2 separate regions of the Ovis aries genome follow, and region 2 is linked to region 1. The links are chromatin contacts, called in public Hi-C maps. All regions are on one chromosome and are shown on one strand. Each heading gives the region's core, a stretch centred on a gene start, on an enhancer-like site or on the middle of the called end of the contact. The rest is flanking DNA. Distances are from core to core; before and after follow the strand shown. Region 1 has its middle 9.7 kb from the start of TMEM270. Region 2 holds the start of CLDN3 (claudin 3).

Evidence for each region. A called contact is a pair of places that touch in the nucleus more often than the background predicts.
Region 2: a contact with region 1 is called in a Hi-C map of mixed tissues, with 3 times the contacts expected there. The contact joins the promoter of CLDN3 here to the enhancer-like site in region 1. A contact is called at or near these places in 3 of 16 Hi-C or Micro-C datasets (liver, mixed tissues and skin fibroblasts).

The regions. Positions count from the first base shown.
Region 1 is chr24:33,915,711-33,919,306 of ARS-UI_Ramb_v3.0, forward strand. No RefSeq gene overlaps it. Among named protein-coding and RNA genes, the nearest start is that of TMEM270, 9.7 kb to the left of the region's middle. Within about 2 kb of position 1,636, at least 5 of the 54 cell types and tissues checked have an H3K27ac peak or open chromatin away from gene starts, as enhancers often do.
Region 2 is chr24:33,969,858-33,973,347 of ARS-UI_Ramb_v3.0, forward strand. It overlaps CLDN3 (claudin 3), which reads left to right and starts at 1,406. Exons shown (of 1, transcript XM_004020967.5): 1 at 1,406-2,676. The coding sequence starts at 1,641. The coding sequence ends at 2,300.

The DNA of each region.
Region 1 (3,596 bases), core at 386-2,885:
ACTTTCAAACAATTCACTTGGAGCCCAAGACTAGATTGTAAAATTAAAAAAAAAAAAAAGAAAACGACCATATTGAAAAGGATCATCGCTACTTTAAAATTAATGCAAAAACTTTATTGCACACAAGCACGAATGAAAATGCTTTAAACAGAGTTCTTTAAAAGGATATGAAGTTGTGAAACCATCCCATTGTTGAAAAACATTCATCACCACCCGCCAAAAAAAGTTCGGATAAATGGGGCAAAAAGCACATCAACGCCCACAACAGATTGTAAAGTCACGCTGCATGGTACAAAAAACAACAATGGAAAATATAATTTTCACCCATTCATTTATTAATTTATGCAGAACCAATGTGTTTCACACTCTTGTTTTCTGCCGGCTCTCCTGGACTTCTCTCTGGGATCTCCCCCCACCCACCCACTCCCTACGCTTCCTCAGCAACTCCTCTCCCTACTTGCTCCTTCTGGCCGTCAAAAGGGGGCTTCCCGGGTGACTCAGTGGTACAGAGCCCACCTGCCAATGCAGGGGACAGAGGAGACGTGGGTTCGATTCCTGGGTCGGGAAGATTCCCTGGAGGAGGGCGTGACACCCCTCTCCAGTATTCTCGATGGGAAAATCCCATGGATAGAGGAGCCTGGTGGGCTACAGTCCATAGGGTGGCAAAGAGTCAGACACGACTGCTTGACCAAACACACACTCATCAAAGGACATTTAGGGTCTTTCCATTTCTACTGTGAATAACACTGCAGTGAACTTGGGGTATAGATGGGCCTCCTCACAATCCTGATTCCGATTCCTTTGCAGCCACACCCAGAAGTGGGCTTGCTGGGTCCTAAGGTAGTTCTAAGTTTAATTTTCTGAGAAAACTCCATCCTGTGTTCCAGAATGGCCGCACTAATTTACATTTCCACGTGTGAGATGTGACCACGTGGATGGAGCTGGAGGACACTACTCTAAGAGAAATAAGCAAGACACAGAAAGAGAAAGACCGCCTAACCTCAGTTCCATGCAACATCTAACAAAGCTGAACTCTTAGAAAGTATAAAGAGGGTGGCCAGAGGCTGGGGTTGGAGGAAATGACAACCCACTCCAGTATCAAAGGGTACGAAGTCTCAGTTATACAGGATGAGTAAGGTTTAAAGAGCTAACCTGCAGCACGGCAATGACAGCTGACAATGCTGCGTTGTGTACTTGAAACTTGCTAAGGGGCTAGGTTTAATTACATCTTCTCAACACATGCTGACTGTAGAGGTGACAGAAATGTTGTTTAGCCGGATTGTGGAGATTGTTTCACAATGTATAGGTATCCCAAAACACCAAACTGTAAACATTAAGTGTATACAGTTTGGGGAGTTCCCTGGTGGTCTAGTGGTTGGACTGGGTGCTTTCACTGCCATGGCCCGGGGTTCAATCCCTGGTGAACTGAGATCCTGCAAGCCGTGCGACTCAGCAAAAAGGAAAAAAAAGTATACAATTTTTATTAAAAGAAAGAAAAATGTTCCTCACTGCCCCTTCACTTGATCATTTAAGCCATATTGTTGAAAGAAGTTGTGCAGCCACCAGCCACTGGCCACACAGCTTCTGCCCATGCCGCCCCACTGCCCTGGCCCGAGTCACTGATAAACTCCTTGTTGCTGGATCTGGTGTAGAGAGAGCTGGAGCAAAGCCAACAGGTAGTGACAGCCTGGAAGAAAGGTGTGCAACCCGTGAAACAGTCCAAGGACAAGTAGCCAGAATTCACAGAATATCTAAGGAACGCCTACACATCAGTCAGATAAAATCAAGTGACTCAGTGGAACACCTAGGCAAAGGCAAGTCACAGGAGGGAGAAAAAAAAACCAAAGAGCCAAGAATGCAGGAAAAGACGTTCGACTTCGTTAGTTAGCGAGGGAGATGCAAAATTAAAACCACAATGAGATACTATCTCATTTGCAAAAACCAAGAAAGTCTGACGCTACACTGGGCATGGATGAGCTCACGGGGCTACCGGAGCATCGGACTTTGCCCATCTCTGAGCCCACAGCTCTCTGTTGGTTTTTCAGACTCTCAGAGTGGTGAGAAGGGTCCTGTACAAAACCACCCATTACTCAGACATGGGAGACTGAAATGCAAGTTACCAAAATAGCAGCTACCCTCACTGCACCTTTGTTTTCTCTCCATCCTGCTTCGCAACCGGTTGGATTGTTTTTAACCACCCCCTCAAGGGTTGCACACCCCAGCCTGAAAGGCACTCCTTCCAGAAGCATTCGTCTGTGAATGAAAAAGCATGTGAGAGACTGCGTGCGGCAGCATTTTTTCCATCACTAGGAAAATGAATAAATATACTGGGTATATCGGGCTCAGGGATGACTAAGCAGTGGCTAAAATGAATGTGATCTATATGCGTCAGCATGGACAGGTCTGAAAAACATAGCGTCACGTGAGAGGGGAAAGTTACAGAGTAATAGCTGTGAAATGATAGCATGTGTGTAATTTTTTCAAACCCATTAAGCAGTATTATATGCTGTTCTGGACACAAGTATAGTGAAAATATTTTTTAAAAAAAACAAGACCTAGGGACTTCCCTGGTGGTCCAGGGGTTAAGCTCCGTGCTTCCAAGGCCTTGGAAGCACAGAGCTCAGGTTCAATCCCTGTTTGGGGAACTAGGATCCCACATGCTGCATGTTCTGGCCAAAGAAAGACGTAGAAGATCCCTGCCCATTCGTGATGGTAGCTGGTTCCCTAGAGCAGCAGATGGAGGAGGGTGAGACTCAGAGGGAACTTCAGCTTCACCTGTAATGCATTCCTCTTTTTCTATTTTCAAATATTCAGAAGCCGTAATGACAAAACACTAACATTTGTTCACTCCAAATGGTGGATACCTTGAGGTTGAGAACAAGCCAGGCGAGAAAAGATCTGAAAGAAGAGTAATCAGGCCAAAAAAAAAAAAAAAAAAAACCAGCAGTGCAAAGGCCCTGAGGTCACCATACCACGTTTCAGGATCAGCAGAGGCCAGGATCCTGGAGTGAAGAGGAAAAAGGCTAAGGATGAGGTTGGTAAGGAATCTGATTTGAGGTTAAGCAGAAGGGGAAATTCACCAAACTTATACTATAAAGACATCATTCTGGTTGGGCATATTTTATTAACAGTTGAAACTGAGTGGTAAACACATAAGGTTATTGTCTTAATCTCTTCTTTTGTGTGTGTTTGAAATTTCCCATTAGAAGTTAAAAAATAATAATAATGACCTCTGGCTGTGAGGGAAACGGACTGGGTATGGGGACAAAGGGGAGGCAGGGAGGCCAGTTTAGAGGTCGCTAAAGGGGTTTGGGGAAGGTGGGAGGGGCTGGGGAGGAATGGAACAGACACAGGATTTGCCCACAGACAGAATGTGGGATGAGAGAAAATTTGGGCTGAGTCTTTGCATGCCTAGTGGTTCCGGCGTCTGTGAAGATGGGAGGGGTTTGGGAGGAGGAGGCCCAGGAGAGCCCCCCTCCGAAGGGAGAGGTCAGGCACACAAGTCCACAGTTCAGGGAAGAGTCAGAGCCAGTCACCCATTTGGGAGTCACTGGGGGCTTCTCAGGTGGTGCTAGTGGTAAGAACCCACCTGCCAA
Region 2 (3,490 bases), core at 156-2,655, 54 kb after region 1:
CACTGGAGACATGGCAGTGAATAAAACCAGCAGAAACCCTTGCCTTGTTGGGGGCATTCTGGATGTCCCAGTGGAGCTGACATACCAGAGCAGAAAGCAAATAACAGGCAGTGTGAAATGCTAAAAGGAATTTAAACTATAAAAACGGGGACAGGGCATTGTGGGGTGAATAGCTGCAATTTAAATTCTTTATCTATTTATTTTTTGGCCACGTGGCCCTTGGGGAATCTTGTGAGATCCTAGCTTGGGGGATCCTTACCTTGTGCTAACCAGGGATTGAACCTGGGCCATGGCAGTGAAAGCATGGAGCCCTAACCACTGGACAGCCAGGGAATTCCCAGCTGTGATTTTAAATAGTGTGGTCAGGGGAAGGCCTGGCTGGGAGCAAAAAGCTGAAAGGTAGAAAGAACGGGCCATGTGGTCTCTACATTATCCCTGTAGAGGACATGGCAAGGGTGGGGGCCCTGAGGAGAGGGGAAGTGAGGGACAGAATCTCCAAGGTCACCTCTGTAGGACAGAGAGCAAGGTGAGGGATAGCTCAGGTGTGGGAGCAAGGCCATTAGAGATAATGTCTTTGACTTCCCACCTTTGCCGGGATCAAAAGTCTCTCACCATCGTTTCAATAAGGTGGGTACTGACTCCTCCGGGTTAGGACCTGGGCTTTGTGGGAGGAGGGTGCGAGTGCGGTGTTTCTAGGAGGCGAGGCCAGCTCAGCGAAAGGGATCCAGGGACACTGTGAGGGTGAAGACATGGGAACTGCGGAGAGGCTAGAGAATCTGAGTTCAGCACTGGCTCAGGCGTGTCTTCAGGGCACCTTTGCGGGCTGTCCCCCGCTTCTGAGTCCAGACGACCAGGACTGGCAGTCCCATGGGCCTGGATCAGGCAGAGAGCGCGCGCAGGGAGGAGCGCTGCCTCAGGAGCCAGGGGGACGAGGAGCAGGTGCGCGGCTCGGAGGACAGCCGCCCACTCTCGTAAACTCTGGGCCACGCCCACAGCTGGCTGGCCACGCCCACACTGCCCGCCCCTTCCCCGTGGATCCCGGGCCACTGGCAGCACCCGCCTCCCCACGCCTCCTTGCTGCGGGTAGAGTGGTGGAGTGTCAAGCAGGTTGTGCTTTTCACCCCATTCCCCGGAGAATTCCTTTCCGAGCACTGGGGCGAGGGCGGGGTGGGCAGGAGCGAGGGGCTGGAGCGCAGGTCTCGGCCCCGCCCTCTAGGCAGCCCGCACCCTGGCGCCTTGAGCCACTCCTGGCCAAGTGCTTCCTCCCGGGGCACTTTAGTGAAGGGAGAAGAGGGGCCACGTCACTGTCCCCAGGCCTGGGAGAGCGCGGCTCCGCCCCTCCCGCCCCCGCCGGAGCGCTGGGCCGGGATCGAAGACTAACCGGCCCCTTCCTAGGGGCCAGCCCAGTCGCAGCCGCCCGCCTACAAAGCCACAGGCAGGTGCAGGCGCAGCCGCTGCGCCAACCGGCAGAGCGGAGCCGTTAGCGCGCGCCACCCTTGTGTCCGTTCGTCGGTCCGTCCGTCAAGCGGGGCGTCAGTCCGTCGGCTGCACCGCTGCTCCCGCCCAGGCCCCAGCGGCCCCGGCCCCTCGTCGTCCCGCACGTGGAGCCGCCCGGCAGAGCCGGCTTTGGCGCGGCAGCCATGTCCATGGGCCTGGAGATCGCGGGCACCTCGCTGGCCGTGCTGGGCTGGCTGTGCACCATAGTGTGCTGCGCGCTACCCATGTGGCGCGTGACGGCCTTCATCGGCAGCAGCATCATCACGGCGCAGATCACCTGGGAGGGCCTGTGGATGAACTGCGTGGTGCAGAGCACCGGCCAGATGCAGTGCAAGGTGTACGACTCGCTGCTGGCGCTGCCGCAGGACCTGCAGGCGGCCCGCGCCCTCATCGTCGTCGCCATCCTACTGGCCGTCTTCGGGCTCCTCGTGGCGCTCGTGGGCGCCCAGTGCACCAACTGCGTGCAGGACGACACGGCCAAGGCCAAGATCACCATCGTGGCGGGCGTGCTCTTCCTGCTGGCCGCCCTGCTGACACTTGTGCCGGTGTCCTGGTCGGCCAACACCATCATCCGGGACTTCTACAACCCGTTGGTGCCGGAGGCTCAGAAGCGCGAGATGGGCTCCGCCCTGTACGTGGGCTGGGCGGCGTCGGCGCTGCAGCTGCTGGGGGGCGCGCTGCTCTGTTGCTCCTGCCCGCCGCGCGACAATTACGCGCCGACCAAGATCGTCTACTCGGCGCCGCGCTCCACCGGGCCGGTCACGGGCACCGGCACGGCCTACGACCGCAAGGACTACGTCTGATGGGGTGACCGCGGGAAGTCCCGACCACTCCCACAAGCTGGCGCGCCCACCAGTCCTGCGTGCAGCCTTGCATCGGAGACCAGCCCCCGCCCCCCAGATGCCTGTCTGCTCACTCGCTGGACTGGGAGGGGCCCCCCCGGCACCCCCTTCCCCAGCTGCTAGCCCTCCCCGGGCCCGGGGAGCGGGACTGTGGAGCCCAGGGGCCTGCTGGCACGAACCTTTGAAACCTTGCCCCTCTGGTGCGCGGAACTGGGGTGACCACCGCTACTTGCCCGCCTGGTCGGACTGTGGCCACAAAGTTCTCTTTGCGCAGGGACCCGCAGCTTTGAAAAGGGGCCACGATATTTTTCAATAAAAATCTTTCGTTTTGCAGTTACTGGTGCCTCCTTGTCCTGAGCGCAGACAGGCCTCCACCTACTTGCAGAACTTCCCCTTCCCAACCACCACCACCCCCCGCCCCCCCGCCCCGCGTGCGCCCCCCAAGGACTGGCCCTGGCTGAATTCTGCGCTCCAGCTGCGGGATGAAGCTTAGAGAGTTTCAATAAGTTGTAAACTGAGCTGGGTACTCACTAGCTAGCTGGTCCTTTGGCCTATTCACTGGGGATTCAGACAAGGAAGGCCCACTCCGGAGGGGTGGGCAGGTGCACTCCTGGGCATGGAGGAGGTGGGGGGATGTCAGGGACCCCCTTCAGGTTTGCGCCTGGGACACCGGCCCTCCAAAGCGCTCCCCAATGCCTGAATCACCCTGCGGCATGTGAAAGAGCACATTCAATGCTATGATTTCATATTTGGGAAAGGAGAACAAAAAGATCTATTGTTTTGGTAAAACACACCACCAAAGGAAACTGGGTAGAATTGTGTCCCCAGGAGGACAGAAGAGAGAGGGGCCTCAGAAGGGTAGGGAGGGGGGAGGGGGTACTCAGAACTCTCTGGTGACACTCTAATGTTTAAGGTAAACAAGGCTGGAAGCACTTGTGTCTTGGAGAAGGTGTAGGAGGTTCAGGCAGTGGGAAAGGGGCCCAGTGTCCAGAGCTAGGGAAGTGGGATTTCACCTGGCTGGGTAGAGAGCAAGGTGAGGGAGGAAGTGGCGATGGGGCCCTGGTCCCTGGAGAGGCCAAGTCACAGGGAGTCTCGTGTGCAGAATTACAGACCCTGGATTGTACTGGATTGTTACCGGAATTGTGGAAGGG